Regions from separate parts of the Zea mays genome. Here region 2 is linked to region 1. A link is a contact called in public Hi-C data. All regions are on one chromosome and are shown on one strand. Each heading gives the region's core, a stretch centred on a gene start, on an enhancer-like site or on the middle of the called end of the contact. The rest is flanking DNA. Distances are from core to core; before and after follow the strand shown.

Region 1 (6,671 bases), core at 3,012-5,511:
ACCAGCAAAAGGGGGATATCGAAGTGTTTCATGTTAGCACCGAGAACCAGCTAGCCGATATCTTTACCAAGCCTCTAGATGAGAAGACCTTTTGCAGGCTGCGTAGTGAGCTAAATGTCTTAGATTCGCGGAACTTGGATTGAATTGTAGCATACATGTGTTTATGCCTTTGATCATGTTCATTCTGCATCTTGTTGTTTATTGTGGTGCTCAAGTTGTACAAACATTCCCTGGACCTAACAAGTCCTTGTGTAAGTGATGCACATATTGAGGGGGAGATGTGTTACAACTTGACCCTTTGAGACTAACCATATGCTTGAGTTTGCTTGATTTAGTCTCGAAGGAGAATTGAAAGGGAAAAGGTGGACTTGGACCATGAAAGACTTCCACTGCACTCCGATGAGAGGGTAACTTATTCCAAGTCCATCTCATGAACTCTTATTGCCATTTGCTCTTAATTGAAGATTTTGGTGAGGCAATGGGGTTAAAGGGCCAAGATTGATCCCGTTTTGGTGCTTGATGCCAAAGGGGGAGAAAATAAAGGCCAAAGCAATAAATGGATCAGCTACCACTTGAGAAATTTTGAAAATAGTGAAATAGAGCTTTTTGTGTTGTCAAAACTCTCTTATTGTCTCTTTTGTCAAAAGTTGGCTTCTTGTGGGGAGAAGTAGTGATTATGGGAAAAAGGGGGAGTTTTTTGAAATCTTTGATCAATCTCTTTTGGAATGACTCTCTTTATGCTTCAACATGTGTGTTTGACTTAGAGATAGAGATTTGAGTTTGATTTGCAAAAACAAACCAAGTGGTGGCAAAGGATGATCCATATATGCCAAAATTGAATAAAACTCAAATTTATTTTATTTGAAGTGATTTTGCAATTGTTCTAGTTGCTTTATGTTCTGTTGGCATAAATCACCAAAAAGGGGGAGATTGAAAGGGAAATGTGCCCTTGGGCCATTTATAAGTATTTTGGCGATTTAGTGTCAACACAAGTGCTTAAATGTGAATTCATGCCCATGGATGAACAAAGTGCAAATCACGAGTAAAGGTATGTTTCTAAGCCTTAGTACATTGGTTTTGTGTACTAATATACTTATCTAAGTGTTAGAAACAGAAAGAAGGAAGAAGAGAAGAAGAGTTGGCTGTGTACAGCCAAAAGGCTGTTTCGGTCTGGGGCACCGGACTGTCAGGTGGTGCACCGGACAGTGTCCGGTGCGCCAGGCTGCCTCAGGCGAAGAGGCCGCTCTCGGGAATTCGCCGACGGCGTTCGGCTAAAATTCACCGGACTGTCCGGTGTGCACCGGACTGTCCGGTGAGCCAACGGTCGGCCGCGCGATCTGCGCGAGACACGTGGCCGAGCCAACGGTCGGAAGGGGGCACCGGACTGTCCGGTGTGCACCGGACATGTCCGGTGCGCCAACAGCTCCCAGATCTGCAACGGTTGGCTGCGCTGTTTAAGGAAGGAAATCGGGCACCGGACAGTGTCCGGTGTGCACCGGACTGTCCGGTGTGCACCGGACTGTCCGGTGCACCCGACGACAGAAGGCAAGATTGGCCTTCCAGATTTGCTCTCAACGGCTCCTAGCTGCCTTGGGGCTATAAAAGGGACCCCTAGGCGCATGGAGGAGAATACCAAGCAACCTTAGAACATTCTTGATCATCCACACTCAGTCTTTGCGCATTCGTTTGTCATTCTCAGTGATTCGAGCTCCGTTCTAGTGAGAACTTTGAGATAGGCTTTTGAGCTCTATTCTTGGTCGTGTGTGTGCGCATTTTGCTGTGGATTTGTGTGTGTTGCTTCCCTCCCTTACTCCGTGCTTCTTTGTGAAACTCAATTGTAAGGGCGAGAGACTCCAAGTTGTGGAGATTCCTCGCAAACGGGAAAAGATCAAAGAAAAGAAGAACATCGTGGTATTCAAGTTGATCATTGGATCACTTGAAAGGAGTTGAGTGCAACTCTCGTCCGTTGGGACGCCACAACGTGGAGTAGGCAAGTTGTGTACTTGGCCGAACCACGGGATAACCACCGTGTCATCTCTGTGATTGATCTCTTGTGGTTATTGTGTTTTGACTCCTCTCTAGCCACTTGGCAATAATTGTGCTAACACTTAACAAGTTTTTGTGGCTATAAGTTTAAGTTTTACAGGATCACCTATTCACCCCCCCTCTAGGTGCTCTCAGTAAGGTCATGTTCCACATTTAATCGTTATAAATAGATAAAGATGAATGAAAGGGAGTGGTCACACGACGAGACGCGCGACACAACATTTAAATTGAATTAAGAAATAAACGACTCGCCGCGCGACAGAGCGCGCAACGAGATTCTTACATTAATTATAGATAAACGTTAAGCGTGGCGCGACGAAACGCACGACAATTTACGTCAACAGAACTGCATTTAAAATGAATCGTCGCGCGACGAAGCACGCGACGAAGCACATTAATAAAGACAAATTTAGAATGAACCGTCGCGCGGCGAAGCGCGCAACGCAGCACATCGACTAAACTAAAATTAAAATGGAATAAGACGAGGGTTGAGCAAAGCGTGACTACGTCGCACGCGCGAGAGCACGCTGCGCGTGCCAAGGGCACGCGAACCGTGCCGGCGCGCGGGGCGCAAGGCTGCCAGGGCACGGGCTCGGACGGGGGCGCGCGAGGGCGCGCCAGGGGGTGGGGTGGGGTCGGGGCGCAGGGCGCGGCCGCGGGGGCGCGCGGCTAGGGCGCAGCCGCCGGGGCGCGGCTAAGGAGGGGGCTCGCCAGTGGAGGGGCGCCGGGGAGGGGCGCGACGGGGCGGGCCGCGGCAGGGGAGGGGCTCACCGGGGAGAGGGGCTCGCAGGGGGGGCGACAGGGCTTGCCAGGGAGAGGGGCCGGGGAGAGGGGCACGCGCGGGGGAGGGCCGCCGGGGAGGGGCCGCTGCGGGGCGGGGCTCGCCGGGGCTGGGCCGCGGCGGGGAAGGGGCGCGCGAGCAGGGGAGGGCGCGCGGCAGGGGAAGGGCGCGCGACCAGGGGAAGGAGAAAGGGAGAGGGAGGGAGAGAGAGAGGGAGAGAGAAGGGGAGGGGAGGGGAAGTTCACCTCGGGGATCCAAACTCCGGCGATCACCGTCTCCAAACCCTAGGGCACCAGGGGGGGAGAGGTGGGAGAGGGAGAGGGAGGTTACTGCGCGGGAGAAATCAAATGAGAGAAAGAGATCAGGGGGAGGGGGGCGCGCGCATGGGGAGGACAGGGGGCGCCAGGGGTGCGCGGGCCGGACCGGGCCGGGCTGGGCCACACCGCGGATCAAAACCCACGACACGCACGACCACCAATCGGAATCCGATCGCGAACCGAAATCCGAAACGGAACGGGACGAACACGCGACTAACCACGACATCAGACAAAGAAATATGCTTCAGCATGATGCAACACCCATGACACTTAGGTTTTGTTTACACATCACACGGACACCCGTCACTATATGACTTTGAAATTGGGAAGAAGGAGCGAAACGAGAAGAGAAAAAGAGAGTAGCGCTTGAATTTGGTGAGTAAAAAGAAGAAAAAATTCTACCCCAAATTCAGGGCGTTACAGTGACCCTCGAGACGGGCCTCGATTGAAGTGAAGTTTATGATCCTTTGACCTCGGGGAATGGGCTCGATGGTGGTCTTGGGAGTAAGCGTGTTTTAGAGGCGTAATCTAGGTATCCCTAGTTACGATATCTGACAGTAGTAGCCACCGATAACTGGAGTAGAGACATTTAGACCGAACCAATATATACCTTGCATCCACTAATCATACCATCCAAGTTTTAAACGCACACACAAATATTTACTTACCAGTGCTTATTTAAAACACCAACACTTGCAAATACAGCAATTCTTTCGTAGTCGCATCATTAGCGACCCAACTGGTGGATAGTGAAAATAGACTCGCGGCCATTTGAAAAAACAGATGACATTAGGGATCTAAGGAGCAAAGCGCCCCATATTCAAACGATTAAAATAAGCCAGATTGTCCGTTTTGGAAGACTGGACTACGCAGTGGAACCCACAACAAAACCTCTCCCAGGCCTGGTCACCTGCACACCGCCTTGATTCGCGCGGGCCCGTGCTTGCCACGCAGCCTGAAATGACGCATCCACCCCTCGCCCATTCAAATTCCGTGCGTTCTGCATGGATAATTTTTGCACTTACCACCCGGCACACTCCGAGATTCCCCTCAAGGCACCCCAAACCGATGCTTTCTGGCCACTGAAAAGCGCACGGGAGAAGAAGCGCCAAGGCAAAGCAAAAATTTCGCGATGAGTCCACCACGACTCCAAGCAGCTGCGGCCGCGCCGCTCTAACCGGAGCTCCGTTAAGACTCCGCCGCCCCAAATCTCAGCGCCTGAGTCCGCCGCTCTCCTCCCGTGCTCGCCGCCACTGGTTTCCGCGCCGGGACTTGGGTTCGGTGGGGCGACGTGGAGCTTAGGGTTTCGGCAGGATGAGCTACCGGAAGGGGTTGAAGGTTTGGGTGGAGGAGAAGGGGGAAGGGTGGGTGGAGGCGGAGGTGGTGGAAGCGAAGGAGCGCGCCGTCGTCGTGTTCTCGAGCCAGCGGAAAAAGGTGCACCATCCTCCAATCCTCGCTCCCTGTTTTTGTCTGTCGCTTTCGTCCCATTCCGTGCGGTTTAAGTTCCCGCCGTGCCGTTCGGAAGTCTTGGTGGATGCGGATGTCACCTGTGCTTGTTTGGTGTTGTGGTTGATTTGGATTTGGAGGCGATACTCGCCTTTGGTGCTGGTTTGATCGTGGTTTAATGCGAGTGAACCGAGGTGGATCAAAACTGAACTTGTTTTTTTAATGAAGTTCGTAGTTGTTTTGTTACGACTGAGAACAAGTGACGGGGCTGCACTAGTTAGTGTGCTGCGGGGTGTGCTTTGGGTTGGAGGTGGGTGGCTGCAGATATAGTATCCATCACGTTTTAGTGTTTGTACTATTAATTCAAACAGATTCTTAACTCAGCTTCTTAGAATCTTAATAATGGTTTGTAGCTTTGACGAGTTACCTTTTTTGCACTTCTATTTGATAGTTTTTGAACCCACTCTGCATAATTTAATGTATACTGAACTTATGTTAATGTGTTTGTCCTGTACAACTCCGTCAAGTTTAGCAGTCATTGGCTTTTAGTTCAGGTGTTCACTATACAAGTTACCTGTGTATCATGCACATTTTATTTTATGTTATGTACTTATGTTCCATCTTAGGTTTCATTGAGTTATTCAATTTCATGGAACACCAGCTTGAAAGATTTTTGAGCTGATTGCAGAAGTAGCAAGCTCGGTGTCCTGATGAATATCTGCTACCTTTCCCCCCTCCCTGTCACACCCATTAACATCCTTGCAACTTATGGTTGCTATTAATATTGGATCAATTTTCAGTGAATGTTGAAGCACATTGGTAATTTGTCAATTTTTCATTTCGAGCTGAGTTATGAAAAAGTTAATTAAGATATGGTTTAAGTGTTTAACTTGTCGCATTGGAAACTTGATTCATTTGCTGAAGCTTTTGCTTTGTTTATTCCAGATTACAGTTTCACCAGAAAAATTGTTGCCCAGGGATACAGATGAAGATCTGGGTGGGGGTCATGTGGATGACATGACCAAATTGACATATCTAAATGAACCAGGTGTTCTTTACAATCTGAAGAAAAGATATGCATTGAATGAGATATATGTAAGTGGTTTACCGGCACTGTTTTTATTTGCTGTGGTGATTTGCATTTCAACTTAATTGAAATGTAAATTAATTGGTTACTCGAAAATTTGTTTTCCTTGCAAATTTACGAACTTGAAGAGCTCAATTCACACATTTATTTTCCATGCCGCATTGCTTTCATGGAGCACCTTTTCTTTAGCACATTCTCTCCAGGAGTTCCTGACTACCGTGTTCAGTGATTTTCAGATGTCTTGGTCATATTTCTGCTTTGGTAGAACTTTTGCAAAAATTGCTTGAATCAAATAAATATGTCCGTAATTGAAAATGTGATCGATCAAGGCAAAACCATTTGTTGATGTGAACTCAATAATGAAGTGCTCATCTCAATGGATTCAGCTTCTGTTAATTCATGACAAAACCACTCTCATTTTGCAGCTAATGGAGCAGGATGATGAATGGTTCAATTTTTTTAAATGTGACATGATCTGTATTCTTAATAACTAAATATGAAAACAATAAATGCCATATGTAATATCACAACTGTTCTTTTTTCTCTTACAAATATAGTTATTTCTCCATTTTGAGCTGTCAACATATGGAACGATGTCCTTTTTTGTGTAAGAATTATAGTCTCCTCTCTTGTATCAATTATGTTCAATAATCAATAATGTTCTGCTTGCGCAATTGATTGTCATCGCTGAATTCTTACATGAATTTAGTCCTGGCACATTAGCTATGGACTACTTTCTATAACGGCCTTTCACCTGTCTGTATTGAAACAGACGTACACCGGAAGCATCTTGATTGCCGTTAATCCTTTTACAAGGCTGCCTCACCTGTACAATGAATACATGATGGAACAATACAAGGGCATCCGATTAGGGGAGCTGAGTCCGCATGTTTTTGCGGTGGCGGATGCATCATACAGGTACATGTTATATTGTGGTTGAATTGCAATGCACTATTTCCATATAATTTGTTTATTCTGTTGACATTTGTTGAAT
Region 2 (6,671 bases), core at 1,268-3,767, 110 kb before region 1:
GCCAACTCGTCCAGTGCGTCCGACGCCGAGCTCTTCACGAAGTTTGGCGAGGTGAGATCGCGGAACACGGAGTAGATGTAGATTGATCGTCTGTCTGATGGTCTCAGAGAGTTATTAGGCCTGCAGTTTGGTTCCAAGCTTATAAGATGTGTGTATTCCGGCGCCGTGAGAGTCTCTGTAAATATGATGCCTTCTCCTCCATGGGACAGACTCCGCTAGCAGTTTTAATTTCTCCATGCGGTTTGGGACCGCGCAAAGTGTGGTATAGAGTCTTGTTGGGAAAATCCAAGTGCAACTGATGGAATAGAGTTTGGTGCAGGCTGCCTTCACTGACCTGTGACTTGTTCCGTTATTCAGCTGGGACGGCTATGCTCTTATCAAATGCTCATCTGGGTAGTGTTATTATTGTTACCCTGATCCTGGGCTTCCCATTCCTGGATCATACCACTGCGGATTCCCCGACAAACCGCCGCACTGCACTGTCGCTTGTATTAGTACCGGCAACTACCCTGCCGCGGCATGGTTACTTACCTCTAACAACTGCCGCTGTAGAATTTTTCTCTTGCTTCCCTGGTTTCCCTGTTCAATGCATGGGGACCGAGGCCAAGACGATGGATGCCCATTCAATGGAGGCCTGTGTCATGAAATGTCAGGGATGAGTGCAAAGTTTTACTCCGGTAGGGGCCGTAGGGCCCTGTGTGCGTTCGAATGGTTGATGGGAGACTACCGCAACAGCACGGTCATGGCATTGGCATTGGCATGGCGCCGCCAAAGCCTCTCCGGCTTGGCGTGGCATATGGCATGGCGCCATGGCGAGCAAAAGCCAAGAACCGAGGTGCCGAGGGGCGTTCGAATTCCTTGGGACCCACGACCAGGAGGCATCTTTGATCTATTACCAGGATTTCCAAACTACCCATAAAAACAACATTAGTCGAAAGAAAATTAAGACGGTTTTGTAAACCTTCACCACGAGATTGTGCATATGGTCATGCTAATGTTATAATCTTTATGGCTAGGATCGAATTCTAATTCCCTAGAATATCAATCTGTAACTGGAAAAGAAAACTATTTATAAAGTAAAATTTGGAATATAAGCAGGGATAGAAAATGTGATATGAGGATCGCTGGAGATAGTCGTAGATAGGCATATCAAAATAACGGATCGAAGTTGTCACATCAATTACCACCAGCTACGTAGATAAACATGTTGCCTGCCAAGATCTAAAGAGAAAATAGTATAATGCTCCTATCTATGACGGTTTATATGGTCATGTACTCATGTCAACACGGTTTATAAAGTAAAGTTTGGAATATAAACTAGGATATAAAATAAGATAGGAGAACCACTAAAGATAGTCTTAAATAGGCATATCAGGGACAACCAACTATGTAGATATTGAGGTCGTCTGCCAGTATCTAAAGAGAAAACAGTACAATCCTCATGCCTTGCGAGCTGCGACGACACACAATTCAATAAAATATGAACATACAATGATCACATGAAAACGAGTAGTACATATATTATCATTGGCCTTAATATTTCATAAAGTATGTACCAGTATAAAACTAAACTCGGGATCTGGAACACATCCTCGTCCTCCTCTGCCTGGTCGGTTTAGTCACTTTAGTCACGTATTGACAACAGCGATGCCTCCTCATCCTTTCCCTCTATTGTTTTTGCACCGATGTCTGCAAAGGCGCATGGCAACGGAGAGCCATGACAGTGGTTCAAGACGCTTGTTGACAGAGGAAGATTGATGTCATCTACTCTACGATGGTGCAGAAGAATCTAGATGAAGGAGGCGAAGACGAGAAGAGACATAGAAGTTAGATGTTAATATACGACAACAATAGTGAGGATGGAGAAGGTCGCACAGGCGCGATTCCTATTGGAAATAGATTCTCTGAGATACGCCCCGCGCTGGAGTCACTGCCTGTGGCCCCGCGCGCGCCCTCGTCCGGCCCCGCGCACAGTGACACCCGGTAGTTACGTCCGTCCATTCGCTTAGGGGGTGTTTGGTTTGAGGAATCACTTCATCCAAAATGTGGTGGTGCATCATGTATTCATTCCTCAAATTTGGTGGGATGACCTCATTCCTCACATTAGTACTAACTAAATAACTATAAGGAATAAGGTGATGATGGATCAACTCAATCCATTCCACAAACCAAACAAAAAAGTGAGGAGTGAGAAGATGATGGACTAGCTCATTTTTCAAACCAAACACCTTATTAAGTTATGGCAGAAGACCTCATTGCATTCGTGTAGGGCCTAAAATAGAAAAAGGCTTGTCATTAAGGAGATGTTTGGTTTATAAGGACTAATTTATAATCTCTCCATTTTATTATATTCTAGTACTTAGATTATGTATTTGACAAATTAGGGACTAAAATAAATAAAATATAAAAATTAGTCCCTATTAAACAAAAACCTTCATCAAGAGTAGGCAGGCCCATGCTTATAACTGGAATTAAACTTGGACTGGGCTACGCTAGAGCCCAATACTGCTTGACAGGCGGCTTTCTTCGTTGGGCTGAAGCCGTGGGACTGTCTGGTTCACGTCGATCTCTTACAAATCTAGTCTAGACTAGAAATGTTCAAAGATAGACGTTCCTCTCGAAACCATCTAGAAAAAGGTTCTCAGAGTTTTAGTATACTACGTACTATGTTCTATGTCCTGACAGCTGACTCACCTTTCTTAAATCTCCCCCTCTTAGGAATCACGCTATCTTGGAAGTAATCGTCCCACTGGTCGGTGCGGAAAGTACTTGATAGTAAATGGTATACCAGCAAGCGAAGAAATCGTGAGGCTACATGGATACGAGAATGACACGAAAATGCTTCCCTTCTTTGGCGTACACAGCTTCTCCAAGACTACAAGTACTCGCTTTTTTATTAAACGACACGAAAATGGCCAAGGACGAGGAGGAGGTGAATAACACACTCTTTTTCCCCCTAACAATTTACAACCGATATATTAGTAAAACCCGTTACTCCGTACAGATATATTAGTATCCGAGTATGACCCGTACGATCATACAAGTACTCGTTTTTTATTTATTACTCCCTTCATTTCTTTTTAGTTGTCGTTGAATAGTTGAATTTTGCACTATCCAACGACAACTAAAACGAAACGGAGGGAGTAAACTGCAAGCAGCCTAGTACTGTTTCTTTGGTTCTATCTACAGACATAAGTACTAGCTTGCAGGAGAATTGAGCGGGCATACACCGCACGCGTACGCAAGAACGGACGCATCTATCCGCCACGACACGGCCACCAGCGCCACGCGGAGCTCGTCGTGCTCGTGCAGCAGCACGAAGCAATAGAAGCACTAGACGTATGCCAAAACCCTTGCGTCCAACGTGGCTCGCCGTGCCGCAGGCCGCAGCACGAAGCTACGACACGTGCGCGAGAGGACAAGGATAAAATTGGTTCGCTGGCGCCGCTGGCTACCAAGGGCAAGAGAGTATTTGCTCAGACTAGAAGTCGTAGTAGGAAGAACTGAAGAAAAGGGGGCCGACCGGCGGGCATCGATCGCCTTGCAAAAAACCGTGGCCCGCTGGGGCGCTGGCGGCTAGCTGGAGCACTGGGCGGTCCTGTACTCGCCCTCTGGGTGCACGCATCTGGGCCGTGCATCGCGTTGTCCTGTGACCCAGGTGCTTCTCGCTAGTGCTACGCGGAGGTGAATGGAGCGCTTTCATACTATAGGCGTGTTTGGCACTCTACTTCAGAGTAGCTTCACTTCAAAACTCTAGTTGGAGCAACTCTATTCCATATTTAAATAATTTTCTCATAACCCGTGACAGTAGCGAGTAAATAACTCAAAACTTCACATCTAGCTTACTTTTTAGAGTTTTTAGAGTAGCAAAAGAGGTACTCCAAACATTTATACTGTAGCTCTGAAAACTCCATGAAGTTTGCAACTCTGGAGTTGGGTTGTTTGGCAAGCTCTTGCCAGCTCCTCCTGAGTTCTGCTCTGTAGCCATGCCAAACACGCCATATATACTGCAGTGTGTTTGAAATTTGAATGAGGGGCGACCTATTATCTATATCTGTCCATAAATTTATTTATAATTATAATACAATTAATAGCAAGGGCCACGATCATATTAGGCATGTTTGATTTCTATGGACTAATTTTTAGTACATCCGATTTATTCCATTTTAGTCCCTGGATTGTCAATACGGAAACTAAATCTCTACTTTAGTTTCTATATTTTGATAATTTAAGGACTAAACTGGAATAAAATAAAAGGAATAAAATTTAATCTTTAGAAACCAAACACTCTCTCGGGCTTCTCTAAAATTGTCTTCAATAACATCCTTTATATCTCTCCTCCATATTTATCTCGCTCTCGAAATAAATCTTTGCTTTATATCTAATCTATTTTTAACAATATTCTTTATATCTCGTCCTCCATACGCCAAATACGCAGAGTCTTATTCTATTTCAGATTTTATACGTAAGAAATTGTTGTACCTTCAAATGTCTTATACATACTTTAATTTTACTTATTTTATTATATAATTTATTAAATAAACAGATAAAAAAGAGAGACTTTGTATACAGTGAATGAAATACGTTATCTATATCTAGAGAACGCTTTGGAGAACACCGCTAAAACATATAGAAGAGACAAATGAGAGAACCTTTTTCTAAATTTAGAGTATAGAACCATATATCAAACGACCTTAGAGTCAGTATAAACAAATTGCCTACTGTGATAGCATTATACTAAGTTTTACTATTTCAAGTGGATACCTCTCTCCTTTTTTATGTCTCCATCTTAACACAAATGCACTTGTGAGAGTATGGACAACCTTTGGATAACAATGTTAAACATGAATTCATCGACAAGCTTGTTGCCAGGGTTGTGAAACCTCATCCTTTTGGGGCCCATGAGTCAACGATGAGAGATATCATGTATGAACCGTCTATAAGCTACTAACATCCGCCCTACTCATAAAACATCACACAGGTCGAGTCGTGAGGATCGGGCGATGCAGAGAACCAACAGGGATCCATCAAGCAAGTCAAGATCCACTCGAGTAGATTTGGCGCGTTCCGTCCGACTAAGCCGCCAACCTCGCGGGCTCCCCACTACCACTCTAGTCGATAGGGTACGTCACAGTCTGCCCACCTCTCCCCACTCATGGCTTACACCCCTAGGTCTAAGTCTACCGAGGAGATATGCGACCCCCGATTGGGAAATAAACCCTACTATCTAAGGAATAGGTAGGTCGACACAGGAGGATGACACAGACAAACCCCAATAATTATGACCAGTCGACGCGCACACCACAAACACAGATCACACCATCTCCATAAAATCTTTGGACATGATCGAGAGTCCACACGGGGAAGGATACTGATGCCCGACAAGAGTTACCGAGGAGTATTGACTTTTTACCTCTCCACTCTTCCTTACGAGCAAAGCCATTATATGAGCCCCTCCTTGTTCTACAAAAGGGGGAGGGGGTCGGTGACACACATAGAGTGACACATTGACTTTGGAGCTTTCTATCTCGCTCGTTTGTAACCCCTACTACAAACAATTAGGTGCTACTAGCTGTCGGAACAACTCATTCTCTTTTCCGAGCAGTACGAAGGTCTTGGCCCGCCAAGCTAGTCGTCTGGTCTCAACCTTGGCGAGAGGGAGTTCCTCTCGGATGAAGTACTCTAGGTACGGGGTTCACTAGTCTGAGGCTTGTGTGGCCCTGTCTTGTTCTTCGTCGATCTGCATGGCTTCAGACTCGTTGGTTGGGGCATGTTGGTGTCGGGAGCAGGTTCGAGCGCCTCTTTAATTACAACGGAGGGTTTGTAGACATCCCTGTAAAAGACGTTCGGGGGAACCGTGGTTCGCCTTGAAGCTATCTTCGCTAGTTCGTGAGCAACCTTGTTGTAACGTCGTGTGATGTGGTTAAGTTCCAGACCAAATAACTTGTCCTCCAGGCGTCGACCTTCTTCGCAATAGGCCTCCTTCCTTGCACCATGACAACTCAAATTCTTCATGACTTGGTCGATGACGAGTTAAGAGTCTCCTCGGACGTCGAGGCGCCTGATTCCTAGCTCGATGGCGATGTGCAGGCCTTTAACCAAGGCTTCGTATTCAAACACATTGTTGGATGCAGCAAAGTGGAGGCGTATTATATAGCGTAGATGTACGCCTAGAGGTGAGATGAAGAGTAGGCCTACGCTTGCTCTTGTTTTCATCAGTGAAAGGGAAATATGGTTAACCTTATCCTATAATTAATTTTGGTGGTTGATGGTCAACACAAACACATGGACTAACTAGTTTGTTCTAGAAATCATCTATTACAGGTGCATAAGGTTCAACACAAACCAAGAAAGAAATCAAGTTAGGGACTCAATTTGAAACGAAGCAAAGAACTTGAGTGTGCTGAGAATTGGCGCACCGGACTGTCCGATGTGCCACCGGACAGTGTCTGGTGCACCAGGCCGTACAAGTCCAAACCAGCCACTCTCGGGAATTCTACGGCGTGCTTCACTATAATTCACCGGTCTGTCCGGTGTGCCACCGGACTGTCCGATGTGCCAGCGGAGCAACGACTATTTGCGCCAACGGTCGACTCTGACAGAAGGAACAGTGCAACACAGTACCGCGTAGAAGTCAGAGCAGCAAAGTCAGAGGGACACCGGACTGTCCG

The links. Hi-C and Micro-C count contacts between places; a contact is called where the count stands out from the background.
Region 2: a contact with region 1 is called in a Hi-C map of leaf, with 4 times the contacts expected there. The contact joins the enhancer-like site here to the promoter of LOC103654209 in region 1. A contact is called at or near these places in 12 of 25 Hi-C or Micro-C datasets (bundle sheath, ear, endosperm and 4 more).

Annotation. Positions count from the first base shown.
Region 1 is chr4:181,944,492-181,951,162 of Zm-B73-REFERENCE-NAM-5.0, reverse strand. LOC103654209 (protein OPAQUE1) reads left to right here and starts at 4,261. Exons shown (of 38, transcript NM_001364980.1): 1 at 4,261-4,578; 2 at 5,536-5,685; 3 at 6,450-6,595. The coding sequence starts at 4,459.
Region 2 is chr4:182,054,702-182,061,372 of Zm-B73-REFERENCE-NAM-5.0, reverse strand. No RefSeq gene overlaps it. Among protein-coding and RNA genes, the nearest start is that of LOC100216636, 32 kb to the left of the region's middle. Within about 2 kb of position 2,517, at least 19 of the 20 cell types and tissues checked have an H3K27ac peak or open chromatin away from gene starts, as enhancers often do. A contact at or near this core is called in bundle sheath, ear, endosperm and 3 more, where this site is marked.